Linked DNA regions of Danio rerio: region 2 is linked to region 1. Evidence: chromatin contacts called from public HiCAR-type data. All regions are on one chromosome and are shown on one strand. Each heading gives the region's core, a stretch centred on a gene start, on an enhancer-like site or on the middle of the called end of the contact. The rest is flanking DNA. Distances are from core to core; before and after follow the strand shown.

Region 1 (6,184 bases), core at 3,258-5,757:
GGCCCTAATTGCTATGTGCTTACTGTGTTCATATTGTATTGCAAAACACTTCTGGTGGTCTTGGGGTGGGACAAGGGTAGGGTTGGATTTATTTATAAGTTTACGGGTGGGTTAAGGTGTAAGGAATGGCGAACAGTGTAATTAAAGATGTAATTATATGCATGTATTTAACCAATCATAACTAAAATATTTTTTAAAAGGCATTGGCACCAAGTATATTGTAACATATTATTAAACTCATTGTAAACATGTTATATCAATGCCACTAAAGTTGGACCGGATCATGCACCATTAGAAAAGTTTGTAAATTTTCTTATTTTAAGACTTGCTGAGCAATTAATTTAGACAACTTTAAAGATGAGTCTCAACATTTATACTATTTTTCAAATATTTGCAACTTGATGAAATATTATCTTGTGAAGCTTACTTTTTATTATTCAAACTTTCAGTTTTAATTTGAGGTCTCAATTTCGAAAAGTATTCTCACTAGTTTAGCGAACAAGAAAAAAAAATGCTTTCAACCCCATTTGCTGTGTCCATGTTGGAAATTTGCAATGAATGACATTCAAGTCAAATATTACGAAGGAGGAACCCTTACGCCCAATATCAAGCTTTACACAACAAAAGGGCGCATAGCCATTATGCACTAATTCTTTCTCACCTTAATGTTCAACAGTGATGGTCCTAAAACTCCATGGGCCCCAATTGTGCAAGACAATCAAAAAACCCCTCCTCCCAACTCAAAACAGTATAAACAGTGAGATGAAAGTCGATCTCAGCATTTTAAATGTACTTTCATCAAACATCTAAACAATAGTTTTGGTACCAGATGCACTGGGCTCACAAATAGTAGCATATACATTTAAAATGGATCAAAAATCAGTCACCTTAAATCTACTGAACAAATTTTTGATCCACTTCAAATGTTTACTACTGTACAGACAACTACAGACTTAATTTAAAATGAACTAAAATCCAAAGTAAAGTGTATAATGTACATTTAAAGTGTTTTAAAAGCTTAGTTTCAATTTCAATTCAATTTCAATTCTTCTTCAGTACGCCAGTGTATTTATTTATTTTAATAAAGTTACATTACTCAATTACAAACCATCACTCCTAAACATTTGCACAATCCCCCTTACAAAAAAACCCACACCACATAGAAAAAATGTGATTAATAGTAAAACAGGATGTCTGCAAATATGTTTTTTCAAATATAGTATAATGAAGCTCAAAACAACAACGCATAAACAAACAACAAATGAACACAAAATATCAGATTTAAGTTTTAATAGTAAACACAAGCTTAGGCATTTAATACAATCAATATTTACAAATTATTTCTCAAAATATAACTCATACTACAGGAGCTCTGAGTGCACTTGTCAATTCACATTCAAGTATTACCACAGTTACCCAGCAGTGGTGACCAGGCAGCCATGTGGCTTTGTCCCAAGGCTCTGAGTGGGTTGCACAGACCGCTTAGATCCATCGAGGAAGGTCGGCAACCTGTAAAAGTCTCTCAAAACACACATGCATCCGTTGGCAGAACAATGCATGCACACTTCTCACAAATTACACTGCGACAGTATGTGACTGCAAACGCTCTTACACCGCGTACACAATGAGTGGAGCGGGTTTACCTGCTGGCCACGTGCTGGTGGGCGTGGCTTACACGTCATCGCGCAGCTGTGACGCAGAGCGTTCCGTCTCCCCGAGTTGGAGTCTGCGCAATGCTGTGGGACAAGGAGAGCCGACAAAATGAAACCACATTCAACTCTCAATAAGCATCTCAAACATTTTGCGTTCAACGCCTTGGTTTCAATAAAACACTGTTCGATATTATTTTACAGGGCTAACCATTAAAACAACACGCACATATTACGGTCTATGCGTTCACAGCTGCCCGGTCTTCTCTTTCCGACGAGATCAAGTCAGGTTTCAGGGGAAACACCTCAGATTTCATTCCTGAAGAACAGCTCCTCGAAGTCTCGCTGCTGGAAGTCCAGCGATCTTTCGTAATCAGAGTCCGACGATGAGAAATGCCTTTCATTAAATGGCGTACGACTCACACCACACTCCTCTATCGAAACATCTAGCCGCTCTGCATACTCAATGTCCATTAAGTACTGCGTGGTGTTTCTTGGTGCCATGGCTACAGACGGTACAAATCTCTGATCGCCCGCAGCTGCTCTTTCGACACGGCCTGGGCTGAGCTGCGGTCTCCTGGATGACCAGGCCCGGACGCGTACCCTTCTTTCGTCGACTTTTGCTTGAAGAATTGTCCTTTTCTTTGATTTTGACCATTTCTGTTTATGATCAGGCGCGGTCTTGATGTCCTTCTGGTAGCTTTTCTTCATAGTGATGATTTCAGGACACATTACCCCCAAAAAAGTATTTGGTTGTACAAAAGAGCTATAAAAATTAGCGAGAGTTAAAGCAGAATAAAAAAGGCCTCTTGTATTCCTAAACAAAAAGACTTCGACCAAGGACGGAAGTTTCAGCTGTTGTCTCTTCAACGATCGTAAGAAAAACGTGGCTAAAAACGTCTGTCTCACGTACTCATAAGAAACTTGCGGATGTGACGTTTATCGCCGGCAGCGAATCAGCTTTCACCTCTTCTTTTTAGGCGGTGCTGAGCGGGGTTTGAAACAATGGACTAAACCATTTGTGCTCCATTAGCAACTGTTTGTTTGTCATTTTAAGAAAAAAATTCAACTTAAAACACGAGGAAAAGTATTGTGAACTTTTCTACAAACAAAACAATTCACCGAATATGTCAGGAATAGAGTTTCGCTTCTATTTTAATTATTCGTTTTTAGTATGGTCTGTCGTGTTAAATGAGAACAAATCTGATTATAAACAGTAAAAATACTCAAAAGGGGAATTGGGTTATTTTTATGTGAGAACAAAATTAGAGAATCTTATTATTTCTGGTATTAATTTTACTGGGCAGAGCTGTAATAATAAGATTTTAAGAATGTTAGTAAATACACAGCTTTTCCCTTCTAAAGTTAAGGACAGACACCTTTTCCCCCCTGAAGACAATGTGGTTAGAATTTGAACAAGATTTCTCTTTTCCACTTCTACCAAAGGCAAAAGAATTTCAGCTTTAAATTACTGACGATATGTATCCTTGTAATAAATTCCTCAGACATAGATTTAGTGTGAATTGTAGGCTAACATTTGTATCTTTTGTGAAGCACACTCATTAGAACATGTTTTATTTATGCACATTTTCAAAAAATGTTATGGGATGAAATTTGTGTTTGGTTACGATTAAAGCATGAAATACTTGATTTTTATTTTAAAACTGTAATTCATTCATGTATTCATTTTCTTTTCTGCTTAGTCCCTTTATTAATCCGTGGTCGCCACAGTGGAATGAACCACCAACTTAACCAGCACATGTTTTTACCCCCATTTTAAAACTGTAAAACATTAATATTTTTGTCAGAATTCTGATCTGGAATTTTTTGGTTAACAATGTTGTGAAAAAAATATTTCATCCATAATTGCAAATAAAAAAAGAAAGAAAGAAAAAAACTTTTTTTGCTTTTCCAGAAAGATATTTGTCTTCTTCAATTCTTTAAAGCTTCTGTGACATAAAAAACCTGTAAACTGTGTAGTCTGGTAAAGGTATTTTTTGATGATGAACCCCCTTGTACTATATTGCATTGTATTTTGCTATTTATTTTTATTTATATATGTTTTTTTTTCTTTTGTTTGTGGATGTTGCTATTTGGACTTAGTTGATAAATATGTTTTTACGATTGGTTTTTATTTATTTATTTATTTATTTATTTATTTATTCTGTATGTTCTTAATTAATTTTAAAAAAGTTGTTACTCATTCCACTTTCCTGTGCTCAACTTCCCCGTTAAGACAATTGATTTATATATATATATATATATATATATATATATATATATATATATATATATATATATATATATATATATATATATATATATTTAAAATACATATGTTGCGAAAAACATGTTGAAGAACATCCCCAAAACATTTAAATATACAATGAACTTTAGCTTAATTTGCGTGACTGACCGCTCCAAAATGTCGGCGCCCTTGACAAAAGTGCTTGAATCGTTCTACAGCCTTCTTTGTACTTGAGAGTCTTACGAAACAAACTTAATTCGAAAGATATGTGAAACAAACTGCATCTAATCTTTTCTCATCAACACGACAGTAGTTATTTTGACTCTAAATCTATAAAACATTTATTAAGCGACTGTATGATCATTTTTGTACAATCGAGATTCCCAATGAATTACAGTGCAGCCGATTTATTAAGAATCGTATGGTTCTATGAATATATTTACTAATTTAAAAGGCCTATGATAGTATGTAAAGACACATCATACAAGTAAGAATCTAAATACTTTAATAATAAATAATTCACGAGCCACATGTTGCAGCGAAACATATTATTTATATTATAATATCACACAACTCCATTAGGTGGCAGTATATAGTTTGTGTTCGCAGTGAACCAACAGCAGAAGAAATGAACGAAACCCTCCATTTTCTCTTCTAGTGCCCTTCGCTTGTGCACTAGCGCCATGAGTAGCGCACTTGATGACTCAAAGACAACAGACACAAGTATGGACCACGAACTTTACACTGTACAGAGTCCCTCCGATGACATTAAGGATGGCCCAGAGCATTCAGAATTCATTTATAAGAGTGAGTAGCAATCATTTCGTGCATCTAAAGTGTCATTGCATTCAATTATCTCTCCCATTTTTTTAGCAGTTTAGCATTGGGCTGGTCATGTAAATTGGATGCATGCATTATACAAATCACGTGTTCTACTTTTATTAAAATCTGCACGTGTGTGTTTATGTGTGTGTGGTTCAAGTGTCAAATGAAGAGTTTGTCAGATTCGTGAAGTTACGAGTGACCAACGATGCACTTTTCACTGGAAAGAGAAATTCTTCAACTCTGGCTTACAGGTAAACCGGGCATCACCAACCCTCAGTTACACACATGCATACTCACCCATGCAGAAGTCCATGCAGGAAAAAAATAATTATGCTGTAGATGTTTGTACCAGCAGCCTGCAGGAATTTTGATGTGAATTCTGCATTTGTGTGCTGTAGGGCCATCCTGAAAGAGCTGGGTCTGCAAAGGGAGATTTCTGCCAGCCAGGCCAGGAGAAAATGGGAAAACCTTAAGATGAAGTATAAGGTATGCTGATATACCACTTTATGAGGGTGCAGTTTTCAATTCTGGCCCCCCAAGCACATCCACATCTTGGATATTGGCCAAATTTAACACACCTGAATCAACTCACAAGCTCATCAGCTGAGGACTCCACGAATCTTTTAATCAGTTTCCTTCAAATAATGATATATCCTATTGTAAATTACAGATACATGTGTGTGAAGAGTATGTATTATATTCATACACAAATGAAAATAACAGACAAAATTAACTAAAATTACATTTTTAACATTAACATTGTCATTAAACTAAATGATGACGAATCATGGTAAATAAAGGTCAATTTCAAAATATCTATGTGAAAAATATTAAATCAATACAATACACATGGTTTACATAAATATGATATTTTACAATTAACATAAATATATAAACAACAATACAAAAATATGAACTAAATGACATTTACTAGAATGACATAAATGAATTATTATTAATAAAAATAAATTGTAAATATTTCTATATATATATATATATATATATATATATATATATATATATATATATATATATATATACATATATATATATATATATATATAATATTCATCACATATTTTAATTATTACTAGTAATACATTTATATTAAAAATATTAATATATTTCTAAATCATTTATCACATATAATTTATCATATATATACATGTGATGAAATGTTTATAAATATATTAATATTTAAATGCACATTAATGCTAAATACTACATTTACAATTTCATGAATTTATATAAATAAACAACATCAATAGCAATTACTAAACATTTAAAGATGAATATATTAGAATATATTAAATAGATGTACAGTACATATCTATCTATAATTAGCAGTATATTTTATGCAGTAATAAACAATTCATGGGTAAACATATTTAAAGCTAAATGTTAAATAATGTTATAACAATATCATAACATTAATACAAAATATGCAAAACCTGAACTAAAT
Region 2 (6,267 bases), core at 1,403-3,902, 330 kb after region 1:
ACTTATAGTATTATTATTATTATTATATGATGTAAATTATAGTATAAATGAAATTTTAAAGTACATATAAAAGAAAAGTGGTAATTATATAGTAGTTAATATTATTCCTCAATATTATTTTTCCATATTTTTGATAAAATAAATGAAGCCTTAGTGAACATCACAGACTTCACTGAAAACAAATGGTGTGCAGACTAAAAACAATCTTGACAAACAGCATGAACATTCCACAAAGAATCAAATAACAGACTGAATTAAATGCGAAAGGTGCAAGACAAAAGTCAGAAATAATATTTTTCTGCAAAACACTCCTATCTTTTTTTTGTTTTACAAACGGTTTAATAAGTGTAGTTAATAATATAATGACACATTTACTAATAATGTTATAACAACAACATTCAAATCTACTAATAATTTACATTCACACATTTGGCAGATGCTGAAATCCAAAGCAACTTACATATCATTAAAGGCAAAGATTTATTACTATAATTATTAGTTCTTGCTTTTCTTGCATGGGAATCAAAGCCACGTGATCTACCAGCTGAGCTTCAAGAAGGCTAGAAGAGCTACAGTACAGGTTATTTAGATGTAGGCTATATACAAGTTTGATTTATTGTATATTTTAGATTTAAATTGGAATAATCTGAATAAATCTAGTCATTGAAATAATAGTTTAAACTAGCAAATGAAAATATTACTCATATTTTAGGTATATATTGTATATTATTCATATTGCATAATTGTAATACTCTGATGCACACACTTAAAATACACACATTTTAATTATACAAAAAAACATTTAAAGTACGTTGTCTCAGTATTATTAGTTTGGTCCAATTCTAACAATATTTTATAAATATTAAGTTAATATTTTGAACAAAAAAGAGTGTGCGTGTGTGTGCGTGGGTTATCATCAGTCATCATCATCGCGTCAGCAGGATCAGATCTTAATGGACTGGAGCTGCTCTTATATAACAGGGTGCTGATGATGGAGCAGGACAGTCACCGGTGACGGACAGCAGCACTTTCATTTATTACAGAAGAAAGAAAAAACATCTGTATAAGCTTATCTGAAGCCTTTCATCGTGTATATACATGTTTTTTTAGATAGCCTAAATGTTACCATAGCCTACTATTGAAACATGTTTGTACAGTATAAGAGTTGAACGGGCGCTTGACTGTATATTCTGCCTCTGACGCAATTCAAACATGGCAACGCGTTTGAGAAGAGAGGAGGGGCAGAAAAATGGGGGCAAGAAAGTAATGCGATGCCGTCGCGGAAACCTCGACCAAAAGTGAATTCAACACGCTTAAATGTGTCACCTAAAGTTACCCATATCATATAATAACCGCATAATTAATATTTTGCGGCGTTTAGACGCACGGCCGTCCGCGCACTGCAGTGAAATGGTGCGCGCGTCCCGCTGTATTCACCGCCCACCAGCTCGCGCGGAAGCATGGCACGCCACACGGCATCTTTAAACACACACATTCAGCAGGTTTTCGCCGCAGTTTGCCAATAAAACGACCTCTGCTCTGTGCGAGGAATCAATTCGCAGGGTTTCCCTGATGTTAGACGTGTCTAATAAAGACAGCCAGCTGAAGGAAAGCGCTCTCCTCGTCCGCTGCTCTTTGTTTTCCGCGCGGCTCTGCGTCAGTGGCTCGTGCGCCTCCATGCTTCGCGCTCGAGACTGTAAACACATGCTGTCCGCGTAACAACTTCACCCAAGGACACAGAGCGCGACTAAACTCCCATTTGCAAGTTTATTTCATCAACAGGACGATTTAAGACACTTTTAAACACTCCAGCGCAATACTAAAACATCGATTTTATTAGCTCCACGATTAAATGCGTCAGTGACACCGCCTCCATCTCTCATGAAATGAATCTTTAAGACTACCACAGCTAGTTTTTATAAACGTCGACCTCTTTTGAGTTCCAGAAGCAGAAGTTTGTAAACGCATGTTGACGAGCTTGTGAAAATGCGGGTTTGTTTTGAAGCACACCCACCAACAGGAGTGAACAGACCACACGCAGTCACAAGGATAGTTCACTATCCCAAGTTCAAATCGAGTATAAACAGCGAAACTTGTCCTAAATGCGCGCAATGTGACGCCACGTTCGCGTTTATTAGATATTTCGTGTACATCTTATAATTCGCGCACCTATTTATTGGGTTTTTAAACGGAATACGAATGCAAATGTCCTATTTTTAAAAGCTCTTTCTATCTAAACAATCATCCAGAGCGTGTTTCTAATACGCCTAAGTTCTGTTATAAAGAAAATAAATCAATTCCGGCGTCAAATGTATCGATTTAGCCATAAAACACTTAACAGCAGCGATCCCCTGTAAAGGATGCGAGCGCCCTAAAATGTGATGCGCGGTATGAGCAGCCTCACCATCAAGTGTAAACACTGAACTTATCGCGCTTTTACCCTGAAGTAAAAGCTGAAAGTGTTTCGGCAAGCCTCCAAAGTCATCTTTCTGTTACACTGCTGACGAATGCGACAGCTTTCGCCCTGTCACACAACTTCTTTCCTCTCGAAAGGCGATGACATCTTCTGCACGCGTAAAAACTCCCAAGTTACTTTTACCCAAAAAGCCTTTTTATTCTTACCTCGACTTGGAGCAGTAGAAGTCAAACCACACAGCGAAATCCAAGAGTTACAGGCGTTACTCATTTAACAATGCGCCACTCGTTACTGTCTCACTTTCTGTCTGAGTGTAGTAAAATGTTTACGCATGCGCCGACGGCCATCCACCATTTTCTGAATTTCTTCAATCAACCTCATTTGCATACGCCGCTGACGTTTGACTGCGTCTGCATTCTATTGCCCATATAAGGAAGAGAAAATTACGCGGGAAACGTGGGCGGGTCCGGTTGCTAGGGGCAGCAGCCAGTGCTCTGCGATCCCGGTGGGCGGAGTTACGAGCTACTACTACGAGCAGAGCAGAGCAGATGTCGGAACAAACGCAGCAGCACATCCTTCAGCTCGGCAGCCATGAGCACATGTCGGCAGCTGCGGCTCTTCTGCATCTCAAAAGGTCGAGCTTGCGCTGTTTGGACACTCTGCTGCGCAAGTACTGAAAACACTGGAGGAGTTGAACGATATTAGACCTTATAAATGTAACACTTTCATAAAAACGCAGAAGAATTTTGGAGCAAGAAATGATTCCCTGAAGCAGTCATGTCAAGTGTAACGTTATATAGGCTATAGAGAGTGTGCTGTTTTGTTTGTAACTCAGTGTTTGTTTGTTTATAATATCCTATTCAAATATTTGTTAATCAATCAGTCAATAAATAAATAAATAAATAAATAAAAACTGTGCAAGCAGCTTGCAAAAAATAGTTCATCTTTAATTGTTTATAATGATACACTCAAATATGCCCACTTGTATACTATATAAAAGGCGAAAACAGTGTTTGAGAGGAGAATGACTATTTATTACCCTCCAAAAATAACATTGGCTGAAAACTATGCATTTAGGATGAGCCGAAACAGCACAATTCTCTAGTTTTTTTGGAACAACTTAATTATTTTATGTTCAACCCACTTATATTTGCAAAACTATCAAGTAAACTTAATTCATTCATGTTGTCCCAACACAAACTGAACCCAGCATTTTTACAGTGTAGATGAAGCAGATTAACTGTTCTGGTCTTCTCAACTTACATCAAACAAACTGATATATTAAGTTAAACGTTATATAACTTAGTTAAAACTTTATTAACTTATTAAAATAATATAAATATAAAAAGAAATATATAATCATTATTGTCATGACTTTGTCATTATTTTTAGTGTAAAATAAAAACAACATGCTAATATACAACTGTAAGCAGCTTGCAAAAAAACTTTTCACCCTCAAATATGCCCACTTGTATACTAGGTGAAAACAGTGTAGAGAATGACTATTTATTACTCTCCAAAAACAAGCTGAAGCAACACAATTATTGAGGTTTTTTTGAACAACTTCATATTTTATGTTCAATCCACTTAAATTTGTAAAAACTAAGTGTGTTAACTTAATTCCTATATGTTGTCCCAACACAAACTGAACCCAGCATTTTTTACAGTGTACTCCAAAAAAAGAGAGCACTTAAACAAATTACTTTGACTTGTTACAATTAAACGAATTAGGTTTGACAAACTTAATTTATGACTGTTTTCATAGTAAATTCATTTAGTTTTTCTTTAGGTGTAACAAGTTTTAGTCATTTTTTATGGCAAGTATTGTTTACAATTACACTGTAAAACCCAACAGTCAACTTTATCAGATGAAATGAGTGTAGTTAACTCAAAATATACTGAAAGTTCATTCTAGTCATTTGAAAAGAGTTTTGAACTCAGTGTTGAGGGTAATGGGTTAATTAAATTCCTCATTACTTCAGCATAAATGGATTAAGTTCACAGCACTCATTAGGGTTAGTTTTTCCTTTAACTTTAATAATTAATTATCTTAACTTTTTGGGTTTTACAGTATAGTAAACATTAATTTGCCACAAAACATAAAAGTGTTATTATTATATTAACATGGGATGGAAATCATTTTTACTGTAATTAAAGATTTTTTTACTATTATTACTATTTTATTAACAATATTATATTGAATGATCTGAACTGTTCCATTCTTGTTTTCCTAAATAAATTCCTAAAACTTGCTACAATAAAGAATTTATTACTGTCAAACTTAATTCATTTAACTGTAACAAGTCAAAGTAATTTGTTTTCACTTTTTACAGTGCAGCTAAATCAGATTAACTGTTCTAGTCTTCTTAACTTACATCAATCAAACTAATATATTAAGTTCAACTTTGCATAACTTATTCGTTAAAACTTTATTTACTTATTAAAATAATATATGCATAGAAAGTAATATAAAATCATTAGTTGTCATAATTTTTTAGTGTATGTCCAATATATATATATATACATACATTTATTTATATAGTGAACCTTACTGACTCATACTAGCGATAATGTTGATTTTTATCTGTATTATCCCTTGAGGATTTGTGAATAGAAGTGAAGCCATAGATCCCATGACAGTGAAAACAAGAATAGTTTCCATTTCATTTTTACTATACCCTTTTATACTGTATAGAGCACACTTAAAAAAAATCTTACATTGTATACCAAAGGGGGTTAAGTTGGTTCGAAAGACCCAACCCCACTAATAAAAGGTTCAGAATTTGTCCCATACATAAGCTCATTTGTCATATTTTGCCTGCTATTCCTTCTTAAATTATGGAAATAACCCAAATAAGTAGGCTTTTATTGAATGCAAACAATAATTTTTCATGAGTCCAACATCCAACTGTGCAAGAAAACACACAAATCATCTTTCACTACAAGCAACTTTTATTCTGAATCTTGGACCTTATTCTTGAAAAAAAAAACAAATGAAAATGTTTGAAGCACCGAAGGTTTATTTTGATGGTCATGTTGACTTTTTGTCAATAACTTTTAATTATAAACTTTTTTTCTTTTTCTTTTTTGTTTTTTTCTTTTTTTTTTTACAAAAAAAAAAATTTTTCAGATGGCAAAAATCTGATATCTGATCCGATTCAAAATCTGGCCAGTTTGTTATTTACCCCCCCAAAAAAATGACAATAGGCTACAGTTTGTCTGTTTGTTTTAATTCAAAACTTTAACAGACTGCTTTTTTCCACTGATGTATGATGTAATGGATTTGTATTTTTAAAAAAAAACTTTTTTTTTATTCATATTTCTTTATTCTAATTGTTTAGCAAATGTTTTTGGTACCTAAAAAGTGTGGTTATGACAGTGTGGCAGTATGTAAACCTGATAATTAAATAGAAAATAAGGTGAATAACTGCAAAACGTCCATTTTTGGAGAAAAAAAAGAACCACCCTTTTCACTAGGCTGGCTACTGGCCTGTATACAGTATAATTTGAGATGTGGCATATTTATAATTTACTAAATTGCTAATTCCTATATTTATTAGTAAATTCATGCAAAATAAGTTCATGTCCTCTGTATAGTACATATACACATATACAGAGACCCAGGTTACTTTTTTCCTTAGCAGAACATTTTAAGACATTTATCCGTTAAAGATTTTCTAGCTAAAACTGTGGTTCTTGGTGATGTATTACATACAAGTCAATCCAGGACCAAAAAACATACACAGCCAAAACAAAGTTACAACCAGCGATAGATACACTGAGGTCTTATGAAGTGAAGAAGTAAAACGTTTAGCATGTACAAGTATCTGAAAATCATTTACACCTTTATT

Evidence for each region. HiCAR-type assays count read pairs that join an accessible place to other places.
Region 2: a HiCAR-type map of caudal fin shows a contact between it and region 1, with 4 times the contacts expected there. The contact joins the promoter of sinhcaf here to the promoter of si:dkeyp-38g8.5 in region 1. A contact is called at or near these places in 2 of 4 datasets of contacts at active chromatin or transcription factors (caudal fin and embryo).

Annotation. Positions count from the first base shown.
Region 1 is chr4:16,898,105-16,904,288 of GRCz12tu, forward strand. si:dkeyp-38g8.5 reads left to right here and starts at 4,508. Exons shown (of 4, transcript NM_001123290.1): 1 at 4,508-4,704; 2 at 4,880-4,973; 3 at 5,121-5,208. The coding sequence starts at 4,581. It also overlaps a transcript of atp2b1a not described here.
Region 2 is chr4:17,230,291-17,236,557 of GRCz12tu, forward strand. sinhcaf (SIN3-HDAC complex associated factor) reads right to left here and starts at 2,653. Exons shown (of 6, transcript NM_001025531.1): 1 at 2,623-2,653.